3 separate regions of the Sus scrofa genome follow, and all the other regions are linked to region 1. A link is a contact called in public HiChIP or PLAC-seq data. All regions are on one chromosome and are shown on one strand. Each heading gives the region's core, a stretch centred on a gene start, on an enhancer-like site or on the middle of the called end of the contact. The rest is flanking DNA. Distances are from core to core; before and after follow the strand shown.

Evidence for each region. HiChIP or PLAC-seq counts read pairs in DNA pulled down with a chosen protein or histone mark.
Region 2: an H3K27ac HiChIP or PLAC-seq map of alveolar macrophages shows a contact between it and region 1, with 8 times the contacts expected there. The contact joins the promoter of C13H21orf2 here to the promoter of U2AF1 in region 1. A contact is called at or near these places in 3 of 5 promoter capture datasets (fetal liver, fetal skeletal muscle and liver), 5 of 47 Hi-C or Micro-C datasets (embryonic fibroblasts, fetal liver, liver and 2 more) and 1 of 2 datasets of contacts at active chromatin or transcription factors (alveolar macrophages).
Region 3: an H3K27ac HiChIP or PLAC-seq map of alveolar macrophages shows a contact between it and region 1. The contact joins the promoter of TRAPPC10 here to the promoter of U2AF1 in region 1. A contact is called at or near these places in 1 of 5 promoter capture datasets (liver) and 1 of 2 datasets of contacts at active chromatin or transcription factors (alveolar macrophages).

The regions. Positions count from the first base shown.
Region 1 is chr13:206,255,986-206,259,418 of Sscrofa11.1, forward strand. It overlaps U2AF1 (splicing factor U2AF 35 kDa subunit), which reads right to left and starts at 1,712. Exons shown (of 8, transcript XM_021071048.1): 1 at 1,210-1,712. The coding sequence starts at 1,253.
Region 2 is chr13:207,202,872-207,206,304 of Sscrofa11.1, forward strand. C13H21orf2 (protein C21orf2) reads right to left here and starts at 1,870. Exons shown (of 7, transcript XM_021071512.1): 1 at 1,691-1,870; 2 at 322-340. The coding sequence starts at 1,767. It overlaps LOC102158266 (a long non-coding RNA gene), which reads left to right and starts at 1,977. Exons shown (of 4, transcript XR_299372.3): 1 at 1,977-2,755; 2 at 2,921-3,118; 3 at 3,223-3,337.
Region 3 is chr13:206,934,734-206,938,166 of Sscrofa11.1, forward strand. It overlaps TRAPPC10 (trafficking protein particle complex subunit 10), which reads left to right and starts at 1,578. Exons shown (of 23, transcript XM_021071078.1): 1 at 1,578-1,828. The coding sequence starts at 1,762.

The DNA.
Region 1 (3,433 bases), core at 462-2,961:
CCCCAAACTGCTGTGTGAGGCCCGGGCACGCCTCTCGCACAGCACGTAACAATTTCAACGCATCTGACTTCTGTGCGATCCCTTACGTGACAAGCACCCCTGGCTCCTTGAGAACAAGATCCAGACTATGCATCCTTGAGTGCCCAGAGACTGGCCTCCAACAAACGTCCTAGAGGATGACTGATGATTCTGTCTTGTGAGTTTTGCTAGGAAAAAAAAAAAAAAAAAAAAATCCCCTCCTCCAAGTGACAGGAAATTCGGGAATATGTGAGAAAAGACATTTTACAAGATCGACTGCACCCTGGAAAACAGAAACAACTTGAAAGTGTTTGATAAAGTAGTATCAAAACGTTATCTACACCAAACTTAGGGGTTTATCATTAAAAACACATTCGCATAAGCCTCGTACAGCCTTGAAGGATCCCGAGATGTGAACCACTTACCCAAAGAATAAAATAAGCTTAGTCTTTAGGTTTGCGAACTAACAATTATCCTCCAAAGTGTCTGAAAACATTCCCCTTAGTCTAAACTTTGCATTGGAAATTCATACGTGGCAAAGTCAAAAATATTTTAAAAACTTCAGGCTAGCCATCGCTTAGGGAAGACACACAACCTTAAAAAAGAAAAAACTCTCTACCTCGTTCTTATGTTGGAATTGCATTTTCAAGTGTTCTAGAAGCAGATTGTGCCTCTTAGGCTAGTTAACCGTAATCTCATCAAACGTCCTTACGATCAGCCCAGATCATCGATTAAGCACAGAGGAGCCTTATTAAGTGGATAAAACCCCAACGGTTCGGACCCTAAGTTACCAGACGATTTAACTCGGGCGAGGTCTGTACTACGGCTTGCCCGACGCGACCTCAAAAGCTGAAAGTTGCGGGGATTGGCAACGCTGACAACTTCAGCGCAACTCGGACGGCTCCGGAGACCCGGGGGCGCGGGGGCCCCGTCGCCGGTAGGTGGGCCGCCGAGGCGCCCCGGGCGGGAGCAGCCGCGCCGCCCGAGCGGAAGCCCGCCGCCCGCCCGGGCCCGTCGCCCGCCCGCTCGGGCGCACGAGGCGGCGGCGCGGCTCCCGAGGCCGGAAGGGCCGCCGCTCCCCTCCCCCGCCGGCCCGCCGGGCCTCCCGCCGCCTCCCAGGCCCCGAGGCCGAGCCCGCTCGCGCGCCGCCCGCCCCCGCGGCCCGAAACCCGGCGGCCGGTTCCCACTCACTTGTCTTTCTCGGTGCCGAAGATGGAGGCCAAGTACTCCGCCATTTCCCACCCGCCGCCGCCGCCGCCGCCACCGCCGCCGACGACCCCGCCCGACGCCCGCGGGAGACGTCACCCGGACGCGACGACGCTCGCTCCGCCCCGACGGCGCGGGGGTCGCTGCCCAATCCGAAGAGGCGCTGCCTGCGCGTGGGCGGGACTTGGCGGGCACGGGAGGTGCCGCCCGCCAGCGCCCCCTTCCGGCACTCCCCCTGCCCCGCACCCGCGCTTCCAGCTCCGCCGGCCCGCGCTCCCAGCGCCCTGGGCCCAGGCCGAGGTCCCCGACCCCGCCGGCGCCCCCGGAGGGCCCGGGGAAGCCGAGCACGCAAACGGCGGTCGGGAGGCGGCGGGTAGGGGCTTCTCCACGCAGTCCCCGGGGCTAGGCCCGGGGCGCGCGTGCCCCGCTTGGGCGGGTTCTGCGGAGCTCTGCGAGGTGCAGGCTCCCCTTCCTCGTACTTTCGCTGTGGGACAACCCCGCCCTCACCGCCTTTCGAGCCCTTCCTCCGGGAAGATCCCCCGCTCCTCCAGCGCCCTCGTGGGTTGGAACGGAGCCGGGGTGGCCCAACGCCGCGGGCCCCGGGAAATGCGCCGCTAGGGCCTGGGCCCGACCGGGAAAAGCCTGGCGGGTTCGGAGGCTCCGATCGCCCAGGAGGCCGACTGCGCGAGACCCACTGCAAAAACCAGGGGCGGCTCTGCTTTAGGGACGTCTAGTAGCTCCCGGCGCGTAAACCCTAAAAGCCCCGGAAGAGCCTCGGCGCGGGGAAGCTCCGGGGAGAGGGGCCGGGCAGAGCTGAGCACGAGGTTACAGACCCACGGGGGCGCCGGACCCTTCCCCCAGAGCTATCCATCTCCGGTTACCCTAGTTTGTTCTGTTTAGGGCAGTTCCTTTCCACCCACCGTTTCCCCCACCTTGCCTTTTTTCATGTAACCTTACATCCTGGAGGTGGCTCCGAAGGACTACGTGGTCATGTCCTGACCGCTTTTGTGGCTCCACTGTGTGGTGGTGAATCGCTTATTCAACCAGTCCCCTGTGGATGGGCACATGGATTGTTGCCAGTCTCACTTTTACTAGCAATCCTACACCAAGTGCCCTCCTGCGGGCTTCTTTCTGTTTGGGGGGCAGATGGACACTTGTTGTATTTGCTCCGCCAGCGCTGCAATCTCAGGGGTTCCCATGTAAACTGAAGAAGCAGCATGGACGTTTATTCCTAGAGGAGGACTACACAAACATTGTTTTTCTAGCAGAAATGTTTACTATTTTGGTGGTCTCTAGGGTGTTAAAATTTGGTATAAGACACATTTGAGAGTGATTTTCATGCTAAGGGCAAATGGTGATCAGACGCTCGTTGAGCCCCAGAGTGGTTCCGAGGACCCTGGACGTCCTTGTGGTTTGAGAATCTCTGTTTATGTAGTGGGTGTCATAGCAGCGGCTGTGATCCTATTTGTACTGTTGGGAAGGGGGACCTTTTCCCCTCTGCTTGTCTTGGGTTCTTGTGGCTGGACCTACAGTAAAACTGACACTGGACGGATGAGCAGGAGTTTCCCTGTGGCACAGCTGGTTAAGGGTCTCGCGTTATCATTTGCTGTGGCCTGGGTTCACTCCCTAGTGGGGAAACTTCCGCATGCCTGGGGGGTGAGGCCAAAAATAAATAAACAGGAGAAAAAGAAACTTTCTAATTCATGCTTGCATGGAGGTTGCATAGAAATGGGACCTGAGAAGCGGCCAAAGCAGGCAGCTTTTATACATTTTAGATAAAGAAATGGTGAAATTGTGAGGAATTGACAGGACAAAAAGCTCCTGTTGGGGTTCCAGTTAAAGAAGCAGCATAGTTTGTTTATATGAATCTTCTTGCCCCCAAGTCCCCATCTCTGACCACAAGGGGAGTCCGTCTACCTCCAGATGCAGGGAGGGCCTCTTTCTTGTGAGGTTTTATTTCCACCTCTCGGGGGACAGAAGGACGCTTGCCTTGGTCATTTCTTAAGTACTTTAATTCAAAAAAATCGGGAGTTCCCGTCGTGGTGCAGTGGTTAACGAATCCGACTAGGAACCATGAGGTTGCGGGTTCGGTCCCTGCCCTTGCACAGTGGGTTAAGGATCTGGCGTTGCCGTGAGCTGTGGTGTAGGTTGCAGACGCGGCTCGGATCCCATGTTGCTGTGGCTCTGACGTAGGCCGGTGGCTATAGCT
Region 2 (3,433 bases), core at 620-3,119, 950 kb after region 1:
TGGGGACAGGAAGTCCTGGAACCTGTAACAGCTGTACTCCTCCCAGCTGAGGGAGCAGTAAACCGAGGTCTCATCCGGGGCCTGCTCCCTCCTCTGTGAGGCGGTCCGCTCACCCGCAGGAGAATGCTGGAACTCCACAATAAGCCCCGGTGCCACAGACCTTTTTAGAACTGTTTTTTTCATGAGTGGTTCTGCTTTACAAAAACCGCTGAACCCACAAAGTACCAGACCGGGGCCTGGACTGAGTGGGTGCAGTTCTGTCAACTGAACAGTCCTCTCGGGGGCCGGGGACCACCTGGAGATGGTGTGCGTGATACGTACATCCGTGAGACGGCTGCCCCTGGGGAAAGAAAAGACAGACACACTCTCACTTTGTTCAGGTTGCAGACAAATTCCAAAAACTAATGATAAACGGTAAGAGTCTGGGATTTCAATGACAAAGTAAAAGAAGGCTTTCTCGGATAACTGACAAAGGCGCCAAAAGCGAGTCCTGGTTGACTGTGGACAAAATGATTTGATCCTGAAGGGCTCCTTCTCGGATGAAGAAACGGCGGAGGCCACCCCATCTGAAGGACACGAAGACTTACTGGTTCTCAAGGCAGCTGCCCCGAGGGAGATAAACAAGGGCCTCTTTGTAAGAGGCCACTTCTGGGCCCAAACACGCGACTCGTGAACGCACTCAGCCTGAAATAGGGCCGTTGTTCCTCGCAGCTTCTGGAAGGATGACCTCGCCAAGCCCGACAACGCCACGCATTATTGAAAACAAACCACAGGGATGTTGTGGCCAAAACGCCAGATGTGCAGGGCAGAGAGAAAGGCTGTTTAATGAACAGGCAGAGCTCCGCAGTCAATGTGCTGCATTGGCTGGAGGGCGGCTGCCTCTGGCCGAGTGCCCAGCCGCACCTGAACTGTCCAGGGTACAGACTTGGGAGACGTGCTCGGAATCCCCAGCGAACACGTGTAGACCTTTCAGGAGTTTCAGAAGCACTTCGGGTCCTGCCTTGGCTCTGCGAGGGCTGGCTGCCTTGCCTTTGAGCCGACACCGACCCCACAGCACCTGTATCTCTCCTGTCTCGTGGGGACCGCCCCTCCCCCCAGGGCTCAATCACAAAAATGTTTGCTGAAGCTTCTCTCTGGGGTCCCAGTTTCCTTTCTTTCCCCTGGAAAAGGTGTTAATTCCCATGATCTCCCACCTCATCAGGCCTGGCTCCCAGGGGCTGCTGCCCATGTCAGAAATGAGACCTGTCCATGGAGGGAACTGTCGGCCCCACTGCAGCTCTCTACAGCCCAACAGCTTCTCCCAGGTAACTCCCTCCAATTGTTTCCAGCAAGGAGTGCAGGTTTGGAGCTTTGCATGAGACACCACCACTCACTCAGGAGGGGTGAACGTTCTGGAATGATCTTTGCCAAAGGCCGCCTGGGCCAATGGCAGCAACTCCCACATCCTGTGAGCCCCCAGGACCCAGCAACGGCCAGGAAGGTGAGGCCGGAGGTACCCCCGTCCCTGAAATCCTCGGCATCCTTCCCAGGCCCTTCTCGGCTGTGCCCCGGAGCAGAGATGCGGGGCGGGGGTCCTCGCTCCAGGGCGGAGGTGCTGGGCTGGGGTCTCTGTTTTCCGATAGCTCTGCCCTAGGGCTGGGTTCCCGGGGAGAGGGTGCCGGACAGGGGGGAGGACGGCCTCCGGCCTCACCAGCAGTTGAGCTTCCGCACGTTGTGCAGCTCCGAGGCCTTGGCCCGGGACAGGACCATCTTCCGCGTCAGCTTCATGGCGGCGGCCGCAGGACCCCAGACCCCGGCAGAGCTCTCGAACCGCTCGCTAACCCGAGGTGGTCGGCCCCGCCGCGGCGCGTTTCCAGGGGGCGGGGCCTATGTCGCCAGGGGCGGGTCCAGAGAGCCCATTGGCCGCCGGCGAGGGGGCGGGTCAGCGCGAGCGCAGTGGGCCGCCCGGGCTTCCTCTTCGCGCTTTGGCTCCGCCCCCCGCCCGCTCCGCCCTGCCCCGGCGGCGCGCCGCCGGTCTTGCGCCTGCGCAGAGTGGGAGGCCAGGCTCTGACGTCATCCTTCCGCGCCGGGGTTGGGGACCCACCGCCCTCGCCGAGCGTCAAGGGGGTGGGCTCTTAACTGCCCCGGGTTACAAAGAGTTAAAGAGTTGAAAGGACTTGTCCTGACCCCTTCGTCTCGGCACTTACGGAAGGAGGCAGGTGCCGAAGATACCGGCCAGCCCGAAGGGAGCCCTCACGGCACTTGAATGCTTTAGAAGTCAAGTTCTTTGGGCTGCCTGCAGAGGGCGCTAGGACAGGGATCCAGGATCTCAGACTGCTGGGGGGACGAGACCGAGACCGGCCTCCTCTGGGACCTCGTCCCCACGGCCCCGGTCCCGGCTTCGGCCCGCCCAGCCCGGTCTCAGCAAAGATCCTGCTGGTCACCCCAGCCCATCTCCGATCACCCCGGACACCTGATGCGTTCTTCGTCCCCCCTCTCCCGCGGAATCTAGTCCGTGACTCAGTCCCCTACCCGTCACGTCTCTCAGGAGCTTTCCACCCACTGGCCTCTCATGCGCCTTGGCCATAAATCCCCCGTCTTTGTTGAATTGGAGTTGAGCGCTCTCTTTCTCCTCTCACTGCAATAATTTTGAATAACGCTTTTACCAACTGGTCAGAATCATCGTTTTCTTTCACAGAGGTCAGCGATGGCTTTCTCAGAGTCACCTCCGAAGCCCAGGGCTGTGGAGGATCTCCCTGTTGGAGGGACCTCTGTGGTGAGGAGGGGTCATGATTCAGTGGGGACAGTGGGATTTTGCTGCAGGATCTCCCATCCCATCCAACACCGCCATTGTCCTTAGGAAGACCACAGGGAATTCTAAAAAGAGAAGCATTCGCACCGTAGTTTAACAACTGCTGCATTTTCTTTTTTTTCATTTTAGAAACCGTTGACGTTCCATCCACCCATTTTTATTTTAAGAGTTTGTGGAAGAACTCAAGACCCCTCAGTGGCTGTTCCTACCCACTTGGTGGCCTGAGCAGTGGGAGCTGCAGCCCAGTCTTCAGTGGCAGGCTAAGCATTCAGAATCTAGTATAGGGAACGGCCGGATGGGCACGGAGGCACCCACCTGCCACCACAGGTGAGTAGCGGTGACCTGGGGCTGCAGCGGCCCATTCACCCTGAAATGCCTCCTTGGTCGCAGGCTTCTCAGCTGCTCTTGCTCCTCCTCTCCCGTCTCTTCAGGATCTCTCTAGAAGCAGAGGTCAGGCGTGGCCTCCCGTGGGCGTGCACGGGAGATGGTGCCACGCAGGCACGCGCAGAACCTCCCGGGGGACCATCCACCACGTCAGACCCACGGGTGAGCTCCCCTGTTGCTGCCCGGGTGGCAGTAACCACACAGCACAGGGGAGAGGCTTGTCACAGAGAGCACCGGTAGGCGGGTGAACTAAGAGGT
Region 3 (3,433 bases), core at 328-2,827, 680 kb after region 1:
CCCCTCCACCTTGGCAGGATTCAGTGTCCAAACTCTGTCTCTCTTGCAGACCTTGACACTCTGTTAAGGCCAGTGTAGCGGAGGCCATATTTTAGGGTAAAGGTCAGCAGTCTGTGACTCAATGCCACGTTTAGGCCACGCCCTGTTTCCACATGACCCTTCAGCTAAGAATGGCTTTTACATTTTAAAATTTAAAAAGCCAAAGAAAAATGTACGACCAAGACTGTATGTGGCCTGCAGAGCTAGAGCACTGATCTGGCCTCAACCTAGTGTCTCAGCTGAATGCCCTGGGTATTGAGAGCATCAACCAGGCTGTTCCTCTAGGCTGGCTGGGTCTCCAGCCTTTGTGCCATTCTTGACTCCACGACACCACTTCCTGTTAAGTCCTATGGAATCTCACCCAGCGAGTGCTGAGCCCAGCTGAAGCCAAAGGCTAAAGAGGACACCCCCACCCCGGATTTCTGGTCCTCCATCCTCAGCTCCTTCCCCGCCAGGGCTCTGTCTCACAGGCTCCAGCTGCCCTCAACTCTGACCTTTGCCTCTTACCCTGGCCACAGTGCACTATGCACATTCAGCAGCTGTGTTCACAAACAATTTCACTCGTGTTGCCTTTACTTCATTTGCAAAGGTTACCCCACACCTACTCTCCTTGCCTAAGACATGGAGGTGCAGCTAAAGTCGGATTGTGTTTTGTGGCGTTCCCAGGAGGTACCTACTCCCTGGGAGGCTCTGGGTGGCTAGGGGTGGGGAAGGGTTGGGACACAAGTCAGCGGCAGTCCCTTATTCGGGAACTTTAGTGTCACGGAGACAGGAAACTAGCCTTGTGGAAACTCAAGAGAGGTGCTTCCTTCCAACTATGGGGGGGACTTAGTGAAATTCGGCTGTCAGGCCAGCACAGAGGAGGAATCGTGGTGCGGGAGGGTCTTTGGTTGTACTGAGAAGTTGTATGCTCTCGTCCTTCTTCATGGAAACAACATTATTTCTTAAAACCAGTATAGCAAAACCAACAAACCAAGACCAAGGGTTCTGCAAAGGGTGTGACTGCCATTGAGCTCAGTGATGGGAATTAACCCGGTGTCTTCACTGACTCCCTGACTTGACCCAGGCCTCCGGCCTCCGGCCAAGTCACCAGGCTAGCTAATGGGCAACAGTCCCACACGGGCGATCCCACACGGGCGAGTCCCCTTGGTGTGGCCAGTGACCCCAGGGCGGGCGGTGCCCGTGTGCGCACGGGCTGACGGCGACCCCCGGGGCGTCCTCGGCGTCGGGCACTGGGGGCAGGGGTGGGGGAGTGGTGGGCAGTGCTCGTGGGCGCCCCGCGGCGCGTCCCGGCTGCCCCCCTCAAGCCAGCCCTGCCCGTCTGCCCGAGGGCGCCGGCCTGGGGGGAAGCTCCCCGCCGTGAAGCCCCCACGGCGCGGGACCCGCGCGGGCTTCGGCCGCCGAGGCGCAAAGGGAACCTCCGCCGAGACGCGCGCAGCCGCTGCCGCCTTTCCGTCGCCGGAGGGCGCCCGCGGGGCGGAAGGGCCGCCCCTTTCAGCCGCGCGCCCCGGAAGCGGTAGCGCCGCGCGCCGGCGCCGGAAGTGGATGCGGCGGGCGGCGGCGGCGGCGGCAGCGGCGACGGCGGGCGGCTGTGCAGCTGCCTCGCGCGGCCCGGCGGGCGTCGCTGTCGGGGCCGCGGCGTCTCTCAGCCTCGGGCTGGCCCCCCGCGGCCTCGGGCTGCCCATGGGGCGCGGGGGACCGGGCCGGTGACGCCGGACGCCCATGGACGCCCCTGAGGAGCCGCTGCCGCCGGTGATCTACACCATGGAGAACAAGCCCATCGTCACCTGTGAGTGCCCGGCAGCGCGGGAGGGGGCGGCGGCCGCGGCGGGCAGCCCGGCCCGGGTCCCCGACCCCTCGGCCCCCGCGGCCCGGCCCCCGCTCTCCTGGCCCGGTCGCTTCCTGGAATGGAGGTGTGGCCGGGGCGGCGGCGGCGGCGGCGGCGGGGCCTCTGAACCCGCAGGCGACCTTCGACCTCTCCGGGGCCGACCTCCGACCTCAGCGCGGACGCCCTCCCGGGTTGTCCCGCTGCAGGTGGACCGCGCCGGTGACGCGGTGCGCCCGGCATGGAGGGCGCGCCCCGTCCGGCCGCAGGCCAGGCAGCTCGCCCCGCGCCCGGGGCCCGTCCTGACTCCAGCGGAGACGATCTCCCCCCGGCGCACGGTGCCCCCGGTCCCGACGTGGGTTCTCTGGCTGCGAGCGTGGACGAAGTTTGCGTGCGGGCATCGTGTTGGAAGACGTGGGTTTGCACTTCAGTAAAGCGGTGGATAGTGGGACGCAGGGGTCCGTCGGAGCGCGGCACAGACGCACTTGCTGGGGCACGACGGCCCCGACGGCGAGGCGCTGCGAGCCGAGACCCGCTGCACGGGCGGCCTCCTTGGCTCTTCCCCGCAGGCCCCGCCGAGGCGCTGGTGCAGAGCAGAAACCCACTTTACCGACGAGGCCGTTAAGGTTGGGGCGCTCATCCACGCTCTGGACTGCTAGGTGGGTGGGTGTAGGGTTTTTAGGGTTTTGTTTGGGGGCTGCGTCTATGCCTGCCCAAAGGAATTGTTTTTCTTTTACGGAAAAAACTTCCTCTGATTCCTCCAGTTGTAGCTTTAGAATGAAATACTTTCACAAGCACTGAGCTTATGGCAAGCGTTGAAATATTGGCTGACATTTTAATGGTTTGCGGAGAGGTTTGTTGCACGGGTAGGATTTTTGACTTTTGACAGTGTTCTCATCTTCAGTGAGTTTTTTCAAATAGCCTTCCGTGCTTTGAAAGGAAGCAGTCTTCCTATAGCAAAATCTGGGCACTTAGGCCACAGTGGATCGTTCTGTAGGTTTTGACAACTCCTGTTTCTCCCCCCCCCCCTTTTTTTTGTGAATAGTGGATACTCCTTATGCCTCCTCTTGTCAAGTCCCTGAGAAATTGTATATTTAAAGTTTAAGTTTGTTGCTTTATCTTTAGCTGCTAAACTTTCTTAGGGAAATGGACTGTGTCGCCTCTAAACTTGGACACTTGCGTAGTTCAGCAAAGCTGTTTTCTCTCTTCACTGGGACACTGGGCAACTGAAAGGCTTACCCAAGACCACACCTTCCGTCCCAGAGAACTGGGGGTGTGTAGAGCTGATGAGGAGGCTGTGCCCTTGGCAGGTGCTGTCCATGGCCTCGGGGAGGAGGGCCGGGCTCCAGGTGGTCTTCTGTCAGGTGTCAGTGTCTTTCAGACCCTGGGGAGTCCTCCCCAAGGGCCTGCTTGCCCTGAGCGCCGGGTCAGTGCTGCTTGTAGAGGCATCCCCGTATCTGTCTAGATGTCACACCCTCAGCTGACGTCATCACAGCAGTGTGTCTGTGGGCAGATGTAAAACACACCTGAAGAGAAAGTTCCTAAAGCTCCGTTGGAGTCAACCTTGAC